Regions from separate parts of the Mus musculus genome. Here region 1 is linked to region 2. Evidence: chromatin contacts called from public HiCAR-type data. All regions are on one chromosome and are shown on one strand. The core of a region is the stretch at or near the end of the contact, and the rest is flanking DNA. Distances in the headings are between cores, read along the strand shown. Region 1 holds the start of Fpgt (fucose-1-phosphate guanylyltransferase). Region 2 holds the start of Lhx8 (LIM homeobox protein 8).

Region 1 (5,701 bases), core at 371-2,870, 760 kb after region 2:
AAGCAAGTTTTGCGAACCAGGGCCCTTAATGTTGCTGGCTGAGAAATTTCAACTCAAGGATCCACTCCTTCCAGGTTTTTGTTTAGGAATGTGGTCTTTTGTTATTGTTGCTTATCATTTTTTTCTTTCCTTTTCTTTTGTGGTACTGGGAAATAACCACAGAGTCCTATGCTTGCCAGCTCTATCACTGAGCTATGTTCATAATCCTTCATTTATCTATTTAATTAATTTAGTATCTTACGTTTGACAGGGTTGAGACAGGCTAGTTCAAAGGTAGTAAGCTATTGCAAGTGATTGTTCACATTCAGTTACAGATTGAAGTTCTATTCTATACTTCCCCCCTTCTCACTAATGCACTTGACTAGAGATAGAGGAAGGCAAAGCCTACCTAACCCAGAACTCCTCTAATGTGCTTGAAATTGGTCCTGCGAGTTCACTTCAGGGTCTCTCTATCTTGGCAATGGGAGACCCAGAAGGCTGGACTTCTGCAGAATAAATACTCTTTGTGTTTACATACTGTTGGAATCTGGGGCATCATTCTTTGGTGACTCATTCTTCAGTGAATCATGGACTCTTCCACTACTTGACAGATTGGCTCTGAACTCATATTTATTTTCTATCTATCTACCACACGACCGATCGATCTACCTATTATCTATCTGTCTATCAATTATCATCGTCTATTTGTCTGTGCAATCCAGGTAGGTCTTGAACCTCGTTCCTACTGCCTTAGCGTCTCAAGTAGATGACAGTACAGACTTGCGACACCAGTCCTAGCTTCTAATATTTTTATTAACGATGATCAAACTACACTTTATATAAGCAATCAGAATACAACACAAACCCCAGGACTAAACTTCTCAATGAACTCATTAAATGACAAATTGCACTTTCAAGAATCAGTGGAACCCTCTAATCAGCAAAAATATTAATAAGGTTTTTAACAAGTTGAGAGAGAATGAGAGGGAGGGGAAAGATAAAGAGGGAGGGAGGGACTGAGATAAGAAGGAGGAATAGGTAGGAAAGGAGGGGGAAGGGGAGGGAGAAGGAGAGGAGAGAGACAGACATGTTAGCTTGGATTTAATAGTTCCAATCATTCTGGTATCCAAATATAAGACCGTACATTTTAGGCACTCATAAATATCAATTTTACCAGACAGCTGTACCCCAAACTTACATTATCAAATTTAAAGCCATGATTGCCTCCGTATTGGGGTTTACATTGGAATAAAGTGGAGTTAAGCAGCGGGGCTTGGGAAAAGAAAAGAAACAAGGTAACGACTACTGCAGACTCTAAGCAAAAGGTCTTCTACCACTGAGTTAAGCCAGTGTTACTTCCCGTTGGTAATTCTCTTACTGCTCCTTCCTGACATCTAAGTTTAGGCTCGCACAGAGAGGAGGAAAAGGGAAAAAGGGAAAAGTCTGGCTGGCCTGGCCAGGACGGAGCGGACAGGAAGGGGTATCGGACAGGAAGCTGCGCGGGGTCCTTGGGAAGGCGCTCTCCGTGCAGGGGGGCAGAGAACTCAGTTCCGCCTTGGTACCTCTCAGCTCAGAAAATCTGCGCAGTTTCCGCAGGGTGGCTTCGCGGAGAGACGCCATGGCCGACTTCCGGGAGCACACTTAGCACGCACGCGCACTCCAAACCCCGCCCCGCCCCGCCCCGCCCCGCCTCCTCCATGCTCTCCACGTCACCGCGGCCCTGGAAGCGCCCTGAGACTTGAAAAGCTAGGATGGCGTGAGCGTGCGCAAGCGGCGTTTCCTGGGCAACGATCTGTGGGGCAGATGGGCGGGCACCTAGCGGGGTCGGGTTGTGCGGAGCTCTGGGTTCCTGCCTTACCGTGTCTGACAACCCGCGGTGCGACCGAGAAGACCAACCCACCCACCATTAGTGGATCCACCACCCAGATGCTGAGGTGACCTGCCCGCACGGAGCTCCTATTCCTGTCAGAAGCCTCCCAGGGAGGCCAGGCCCCTGAACCAGAGAGAGGCTCGGCTCTGTGGGATGCTTTCTGGTGGGCCAGACTACTCTGCACCCTTCAGTTGTCCAACTTCCCAGGCCCAGTACTGAACTAGCGCCTTTAGCCAGCACTGCACACTCTGTTGTGTTCACTTGCTTCAAGGAGATTCAACCAAAGGTGCCAGATATTGGAAAGAACCAGTCTTACTTAATACACTTTCATAGAGTGGTTATATGTGTTTCTCTTGTAGAGTGCATAAGTTTATATCGAGTACTACAGGTTGATCTCTTTAATCTTTCACATAGTACATAGAGAGGAACGCTATTTGAGGAAGCCATTTCAGTCTGAAACCCAGAAATCTTACCACTACAATTTGACTTGAGAAGCTTCTCTTCTTTAAAATCTAACTCAGAATTCTGCATAGCAGCTCCCTATGAACTTTTAAGTTTCTGAGTAAGCTTAGTTTTTCACTTAAAGCCTTGACCTCAGCATTTAATTCTGTATTTAAAGTGGACACATTTGTGGGGAGGAGATAACTGTTTCACAATACACTCCGGCTGAAGGAAATTAAGAAAATACAGAAAGGCCCGATAGATAATAACAGCAATAGCAGTCAGAGCTTGTAATTTATAGTCTTGAGTGAACTGGAGTCATCCCAGGTTTTTGGTGACCTGCCTTATGTTTAAAGGGCACAGACACACTGAAGTATGTTGGTGGGTATGGCAAGAATATAAGCAGAGCTTTATTTGGAGTCTACTAAAGTAACACAAACAGGAAAGATTTGGTGGAAATTTAAAAGATAATAATGGGAGATGGAGAGAAATTGCTTAGATTATAGAAACACTTAACCAACAACACCTGTCCAATAAATAAGTGTGGATTGTGAGAGAAATTACTAAAAGATGCTGAAAGTGGATGACATGACATTTAAATGAGCTGAGGAAAGGTATGTATGGGGAAGCATAGTGAAGTCATAAGAGAAGACCTGTAATAATATTGGATATGTAGAATAAACTAGTGCAAATATAGTAGAAATTGTTGTGTGTCTGTGCATCATGTATGTGGTTCTGGAGATCAAGACAGGGCTGGCTAGACAATTTTGTGAGTTGTCAGAATGGAGAGGGAATTTATTTTCAACTACAGGAGGAGGTTGAGGTCCAAAGGGAATAATACAGGTCAAAAAGGCCTACATATTTGAGTACCTACCAAACATTCTTATAAGTGGAAAACAAATTAACCAAATTTAAATTTCTCATATAGTACTTCACACCCACCTTTCCATTCCATGCTGAAATGTGCTGTCTTGAGCTAGTGCAGGCCTTGGGTGCTGTTACAGCTGCTGTGAGTTCATGAGTGCAGCTGCCTGCTATGTCCAGAAAACAGTGTCCACCTCCTCCGGCACTTACCCTCTTTCTCCCTCCCTTTGACAGTGATCCCTACACTGTGTGTGTGTGTGTGTGTGTGTGTGTGTGTGTGTGTGTGTGTACCTTTCAGAAATTGAGCACTGCTTAGTTGTACTCTCTACACATTGACCAGTTATTAGTCTCTGTGTTAGTTGCCATATATTGCAAAAAGAAGAAAGAAAGAAAGAAAGAAAGAAAGAAACCTTTCTGATGAGGGTTGAGAGATGCACTAAACTATGGGTGTAGCTATAGATAATTGGGAGTTAGTTTAATATGCTATGTCTGTTCGGTAGATTAATAGTAGTAGTAGGTTCTCCAGTAGAACTTCATGACCTACCTGTCTGGCCACACATTTGTGATTCTAATAGCGGTGTTAGATATGGGCTCTATTTATGGAGGGTGACTTAAATTCTTAAATCAGAAAGTTGTTGGTTACCCCTCATGAAATTCTTCTCACTAGTATACCAGTAAGTGCATTTTACCAGGTCAGTCGTTAAAGCTTATATAAGTCCTGTTTCTACCTGAGGGGCTATGGACCATTCATAGCTGCTTGGAAAGGCTGAATCAATTTTCTTTAAGGCTGTGGCCTCTCTGGTAGGTCAACCATGCTTTAGTAGATGGCCCCACTCATGAGGATATTGGCAGCATACAATAGACCCAATGAACTTTAACAAAAGAAGAGAGATAAAACTCTTTGAATATGTATATTGTCTAAAAGTTAAAGTAAATGAGATGGAATAATCAGAATGATGAATAATTTCAGATAAGAGCTTCATGTACAGTGATGTGGCTGTATAAAACTACACATCTCTCTATATATATTATTTATACACGATGCAGTGAAGCATGTCACTTTTAATTAGAGGGATGGAATCTTGATGCTGTTAATAAGGATGGATGTTGATTGTATGAACCATGTTTGTAAAAATATGATTTTGTGTATTGGATTAAAAAGGGGAATTAAGAAAATAACCAGTAATGTGGCTGCCTTGGAGAAAGCATTGCAAAACATAGTTGGTGAAACACTGGTATCCAAAATAATACAAGGCACTCAAACTCAACAGTAAGCAAACAGCCAACCAAAAAATGATCAAAAAAGCTAAAAAAGGAAGTACCTCATTGGAGGACATACTCAGATGGCAAACCAAAACACAGCATCAGATATATGTAGGAATTTCAAATTCAAAAATTCAGGTACCCCTATATAGCTACCAGACTGGCCATGATTTAAAATACCAATACACCAAATACTAGTAAGAATGTAAAGGAATAATTTTTCAGCTTGTTGCTGATGGAAACACAAAATAGTGTTTTTAAAGACAAGCAGTCCATGACAAGATAAAGCATATATATGATCCAAAAGTAGGGTCCTTGATGTTTATCCATAGTGAGTGAAGACCACATAATATGCAATGACAAGTGTGGGCTTTGTTGTGAGATATTCACTTTGGTAGTAACCTGTAGATCTCTGCTGGGCTCTTCACTATAACAAATACATATTACTTCATAATACTAATTTAATAATGGAGAACTTTGAAATTGAATCATTATAAGAAGACTATACCTCTAAATTCTTCTGTTGACCTAAAACAACAGAAAACACCCTTTGCAGGAGAGATGTGATAAAGATATGCTAGTTATGGCTGAGTGTTCCAAAGTGTCTCACATGCTACATGTCTACCTTTAGGTCTCTGTATTAGTTATCATCTAATGCAAGAGGAAGCTTGTCTAATGAGGGTTGAATGAAGCACTCTTCTATGGGTATAGTAATACATCATTCTGAGTCATTTTATTGCTATATTTATTTAGCAGACTAGTAATATTAGGTTTTACTCTAGTACCCATGACCTATATAGTCTGAGGTTCTTGGCTTTCTTAACAGGGTCAGGTATGAGTTTCAAGTTGTGGAGAGGACCTTAAATCCGATTTACAGTAATTGGTTACTACTGTAACATTTGGGCCATTATCACACTTGTTCACTCCTTGCAGGAAGGCCACTATTGTAGCTCACAGGGTTTATACCTATATGTGATTTTGATAATGTTTCTCCTTTGGAAGCAAGCATAGTGCCTTCCAGCAGTGTGATAGCTTGAATGATAATGTCTCCCATAGGTGCATATATTTGAATGCTTGGTCTCAAGATAGAGGGACTGAGAAACTTTTTAGGAAGATTAGGAGATGTGTCCTAGAGAATGAATATCACCTGGGACAGGTTTTCGTACACCAGTATCTTTGTTTGGGTGATTGTTGTTGTTTTGTTTTTTTTTTTGTTTGTTTGTTTTGAGGGAAGATAAAGTTGGTGGAGTATGGGAAGTGTGTTGGCAGAGGGAAGAAATGATC
Region 2 (5,683 bases), core at 621-3,120:
CCCGGCGCGCCGGCCCCCGCCCCCCACCGGGGGTACCCAGCTAATAACCGGCCTCGGTGCACAAAGCGATTGCTTTCTAGACGTCAATCACCCGGGAGCGGGGAACACCCGGCTAAAGGGGGCACGGGGCGGGGGGAGGTGGAGTGAGAGAGAAGAAAAGATGACTGAGGAGGGGGTGGGGAGAGAAACTTGATTTCTTTAATAACCTCAATTAAAAGAGCAAGACACACATATATTTTTTAAAGGGGGGGCTTTTTGAATAGGATAGCCCAAAAGGTGAAGAGGTTTAATCGGATACTTGAAAGCTAATTACAGTGGGATTTAAGAAGCCTGGTGTTTGTTCCGACAATTTGAATGAAAATGCTTCAGATTAAACGGAGCCAGCAGCTCTTTGGTAAACTTGAAGCAATTAGAACCGTAAGCGATTTACACTGGTTTCTTTAAGGTGTGAATTGCCACTTAGTGCTCAGTAAGTCAACATTTTAGCTACTAAAGGATTAGTTTTAACCAGTGCAAAAGCGGGCCGAATAATGGAAATATCCAGCTGAATTTAATTTGTTCCATTAAAAAAAAAAAAAAACTCACCCAATGCGGGTCAGAATATTTTAGAGCACGCGGACGCGTCGCTCAAGTGTCCCCAATCCCTGGCTGCACTTTCAGTTTTGTTCTATAAACGAATGCAATCTCTCTGAGAAGTCTAGTTTAGGGCGAGTGGGTCCGCGGATTCCAGCAGCCCACACCCCTCGCTTTTGCGTCCCTTTGTCTCCTTTTCCTCTGTCTTCCGAAAGCTCCAGGTGAGCCAGCGGCCGCACGCCTGGGTAGCCCCGGCGCAGCTGCTCCCGGGCGCGTCTTCGTGGACAGAAAGCATCCAGACAGAAACGCTACCCGCAACCGTCAGACAAACACGAAGCCAGCACTACTCTGCCCATGTCCAGCCGATACCCCCACCCCGGCCCTGCTCTCCAACAGTTTAGGAACCGAGTTCCACCATAAAATGCGAGCACCCACGGGTCTTGCCTCCGGAGTAGGTGACAGCTTGCCAGGTCTCCCCGTTAGGCTCGCCTCGTACTGCGAAATTTGCCCTTTTGGTATTTCCAACGAAATCGTTCTTTTGTCCCTTTCTAAGAGCGGGCGGGCCCTGGAAGACTCAAGTCCCCAGGTCTGTCGCCGCCGGGTCTCAAGCCCCACATTCACCTTATCCGTGGCAAGAGCCAGCGTTCAGCAGAGCGCAGCCATTGGTATCTGGTGCCCTGAGACAAACACCTAGACCCCCGGCCCCTGCCCCAGACTGCCGCGAACAGCCCGTCACGTAGAATACAAGCAGGACTCACGTTGCCCCGTGAGCGTCTTAGGCTCCAGGTTTCGTCTCCCAAATTAGAGTGTCCATGCCTTAGGTTAAGTGAGCCCGTGGGGAGGGGACGGAGTGATTACTACCTAACGCTACTACGTAATAAAAAAAATTGTCAGGTCTGGAGACGAGGCAGTGACAGGTAGTTTCCCAGCCTGGTTTAGGGGCCGGACAACTCTCTTCTCTCAAGGAAACTCCTATTCAACAGATCCCGCCCGGTGTAGGCTCGCTTACCTTCTCGCGGGGAACCGCCAGCTCCGGCACTTCCTTTCCCTCCAGCTTACACACAAACATCTGATCGCTCTTCCAATACATGGCCCCGCAGGCGCTGCTCGTCACATACCAGCTCCAGAGGGTCAGAGGCTGTGGGTGTCCGCAGTGTCCCCTCCTCCGCCCCCAAAGGCCAAGGAAAGCTAACAGGCAGAACAGCGATGCCACCAGTGTGTCTTGTTCCAAAAAGGCCACAGTGACCGTAACCACTCTCTGACCCACTGTTCTTCCTCTCTCAGCCACACTAAGGCCTGTCCCTCCAGGAAAAGAGGGAAAGTTGTGTTTTCCAGAGGGTGGAACCTCGCAGAGAGGAGGGGGTGTGGGGGAAAAGTCTTTTCCTGAAGGGACAGCCTCACCTCCTTATGAAAAACCCGCCTTCTCTACATGTTAAGATCTTTATCTGCACCAGACAACTTACTCTGAGTTCAGTGTTAAAGGTGGGGGGGAATTGCGGATGTCCGTTAACTTGCCTTTTTTTTTTCTTTTTAAGAATAAGCTTTCTGCCTCTGAGTTGTCTTTAAATTCTCGCTCCCCAGCCAAAACCTAAACAAAGATTCGGGTTACAGCTCTTTCAGCGGCTCACGGAGGGAAAGCGGAGGTCTTCTGGATTCCCAAGTCTTAGGTCTCCCTAAATGCGCACCAATGGTTCTCTCTACATTTTCGAAAGGTTTTCCCGTTAAGATAATGAAGGGACAAACGAAGGACTAGATTTGATTCGCGACTAGATTTGAAATCAAGGATACAAGAAAAACGAAAGTATGTTACGATTTTTTTATTTTCTTTAATTCTAGACAAACGGTATGCCATAGATAGACTGCTGCGCACTCCACATTCCCGTGCTTAAGTGTGAACGTTTGAATGTGAGTAGGGTAGAGATAATTTTTATCTGAATTGGAAAGTGTGAGGTTTTTTGTTTGTTTGTTTATGAGGTCTCACTTTGTTTATAGAAGAAAAATTTTGTAAGAAGTTATTTTTTAATTACTTTTATTTATTTGTCCCTTTAGATAAGCAAAAGAGAAACGTTTGGAATTTAAGTGATATAAGAACATCCTGGAGTCAGTTTCTCAAGCCTTATAACAAAACCATGCTTTTGTTACCTTAGTTAGACAGAAATATATGTAGTGAAACACAAGGAAGAGCAATCTTACTCCCTTGTCTTATTTTAGCGGGAGAAGAAGAACCCAGACCAGCCATCAGGGGTAGTGGAGGGGCCAGCAGCAACTAATGCTGACCACACTTTCTCTGGACAAAATGAGCATTGGGGTGGGCAGGGATTAAAGGTTTTCTTTGATTGCCCCTTTCCTCCTTAAACACAGAGGACGTTTGAACATACGCCATCTCGGCTCTCCTTTTCAGCCATTACATACACTTTCATATTAGCACCCTCTGGCCGATGCCCATCAGGAGATCTCCATTAAATTTAGCGTGGAGTATGAGGGACCTGAGATTTAAGAATCGACTGTATTCTGGTAAAGCATAGAACGGTGGAGGTTTGGACCGACTGCCCGAAAAGCTAAATAGTGGTTGTTGTTGCTGCTGCTGCTTCTGTGGCTTCTGCTGCTGATTTTCGTCAAAAGCGAAAATCAGGAGTGGGTGAGGGAATCCACATAATAAAGTATTTTCCATACGATTCTGATCAGAGATGAGAGAGAGAGAGAGAGAGAGAGAGAGAGAGAGAGAGAGAGAGAGAGAGAGAGAGAGAGACTGGTGCGGAATGCTGGCTCCAGCAGGTCGGGCGTTGGACCGACTCCCTGGATGAGGAACTAAAACTAGAGTCTAGCTTGGAGAATTACTTACAGTCTTTTGTGCTAAGTATTGCAACGTAACTCTGAAGTTCCCTTTGCCTGCTAGCGAGAATGGTCTGTGCCGGTCATCTGGAGAGCCCAGCGCGCTAGAGCTTTTGGGGGACATAGGGAGGGGGCGCCGTCGTGTACGCCGCCTTTCCACCCACCCTCGCCTAATCAGGCTGCTCTCAATCAGGTTTTCAACATACTAATCTTGATCTGAGAGCTCCTATCTCTGCATAAGTGGAGGAAATGATTCTTTTTTAGAGGCTTCCGGGCTTAGAGAAGGAGGACGTCAGACTGGAGTCTAAAGGGCTGGTCTGGCGTCCGCCCTGCTCCCGGCGCCCGGCGGGACTGCGAACTCACCAGCAGCATAATTGCCTGTGTCCAGCGCGCTCCAGGGGCTACCCCGTGGTAAGTGCGTTCCCTGTCCTGGCGACCGACCGAGGCTTTGGCTTAGGGTTTGGGCTGGAGATGGGCGGAGCAGAAAGTGAAAGTTTTTACTAGGAAAGTCAAGGCTGAGTTGTGGGGTCTTGGGCCTAATGACCTTCTGACCCTGCATATACCACTTGCTTAAAAAATGTTTAGCTTCTCCATGCCCGCAGGCAAACTAGAACTCACTGCTCCTCGGATCAGACAGAGAAAAAGTTCGCCTTCTGTTCTTTCCACATTTAAGTGTTTGAGGTAAAATTTACAAAGCACTTTTCTTAAAAAAAAAAAAAAAAATCAGAATGAGAGTTTTAGCCCCCGCACGCCAATTGAGATCAATTTTGAACGAAACACAGTAAAAATGTATATATATATTATCTTGCTTGTCTGTAGGTGGGAAAATAAATCGGCCGTGCCTTGTTGGTGCCTTCCTATTGGACTGAAATTTCTAGAAGCCACTGTTCATCAAATGAAAACCAGAGAGGAAGGCCCACTAGGAGGTCGGCCAACACCCTGGATTTCCTGGCTCTCTCAAAGGATTGAATGGGGTAGGAAAGAAAACTATGTCTGTTCCGGGGCTGTGCGGCTCGCTTGCAAGTTCGGAGGCACTAAGTGTGCCCTGCTAAAACCTTGGGGTGGGGTGCAGGAAAGGGTCTGGAGCCCGTCGAGCCAGGCCTTCGTCTAGGACCCGAGAAAGAGAATCTACCTGACACTCAGAGCTTCCACCTTGGCGAAGAGCTCCCTAATTGGACGGCGAGCTGCTGAGAAATCTGCGGTCTTCTAATAACCCGTCTTCTCCTCCTTGGCGATTCCTATCAAAGGCATAAAACTGGTATTTTCATACCCGGCTCGCAAGGCAGGAGCCGTTTATGAACATCAAGCATCAATGGGGCAGAAAAAGGCTGCATTGACAGAGTTCTCTGGAGTTCGATATTTAAAAGCAATAGATCCGAATTAGAAAATTATTACTTGAAGTAGTGAAAGTCCCCGCCAATTTAACTATTGAACTCTGCGCGTCTGAGCTCCATGTGCTAACTACACTTTTGAAGGGACTTATCCCGGAACTTGAGCAAAAGGCAGGTCATACACTGGTTCTCAGCTTCTAATGTTGCCCTCTCTGGAGTTGCGATCCTCCAGAGGGCTGGCAAGGACTCACAAAATCCTAGTCTAGACAGGGCTGGAACCTGGGAAGAAGCCTAAGCGAAGTAGCTACAGTGTCCTGACCAAAGTCTAGCTTGGCTGGGCAGCACTTTCTCCAACCCAAGACCGGAGAGATTCACTTCCTAGTACCGCGCCTCTGCACAGTCGACCCAAGGATTCTGTGCAGTAATGTAACCCAAGGATTATCTGCTGCACTAGGGTAATGTGTGACCTCCGCTCCCAAGAAGGAACTGTCAATGTCCCTGATGTCAACGCTCAGTTTTGATCACCCTGAAACTGCAAGCGAGACACCTTGGATTGTTGCCCACTTCGTGTGCTCATCGGAGTCTGGAAAGTGGAGAAAAGAGAGCGTCCAGAGGTTTTGTTTTGTTTTGTTTTGTTGCTAAAAGCCGGAGGCTAGGAGTCTGCTTCTGCACTCTGTGGCACAGAGTGTGAAACTTGCTAACTTTGGGACTTAAACTGGATCCAGTCTCTGGGGGAAAAAAGAGGTGAGACTATTCTCAAAAGAGAAGGTCGCCAAGAAGGTGGATGCCTGAACACCCGATCTGCTGCGATTTTCTGCTAGTTGAGGCTGAGAACCTGGGGGTGGGGTGTGTGTGAGTGACTTTCTTTCAAGGACACACACACACACACACACACACACACACACACACACACTTTAGGTACCCTGGTGTGCAGAACAATGCTGCTC

Evidence for each region. HiCAR-type assays count read pairs that join an accessible place to other places.
Region 1: a contact with region 2 is called in a HiCAR-type map of astrocytes, with 2.0 times the contacts expected there. The contact joins the promoter of Fpgt here to the promoter of Lhx8 in region 2. A contact is called at or near these places in 2 of 39 promoter capture datasets (both in liver), 1 of 484 Hi-C or Micro-C datasets (LSK cells), 2 of 115 datasets of contacts at active chromatin or transcription factors (astrocytes and bone marrow-derived macrophages) and 1 of 9 other capture datasets (embryonic stem cells).

The regions. Positions count from the first base shown.
Region 1 is chr3:155,091,758-155,097,458 of GRCm38.p6, forward strand. Fpgt (fucose-1-phosphate guanylyltransferase) reads right to left here and starts at 1,621. Exons shown (of 4, transcript NM_029330.2): 1 at 1,542-1,621. The coding sequence starts at 1,599. It overlaps Lrriq3 (leucine-rich repeats and IQ motif containing 3), which reads left to right and starts at 1,677. Exons shown (of 8, transcript NM_028938.2): 1 at 1,677-1,913.
Region 2 is chr3:154,328,690-154,334,372 of GRCm38.p6, forward strand. Lhx8 (LIM homeobox protein 8) reads right to left here and starts at 1,871. Exons shown (of 9, transcript NM_010713.2): 1 at 1,583-1,871. The coding sequence starts at 1,663. It overlaps AI606473 (expressed sequence AI606473), which reads left to right and starts at 2,132. Exons shown (of 3, transcript NR_040387.1): 1 at 2,132-2,374; 2 at 3,670-3,816; 3 at 4,225-5,683.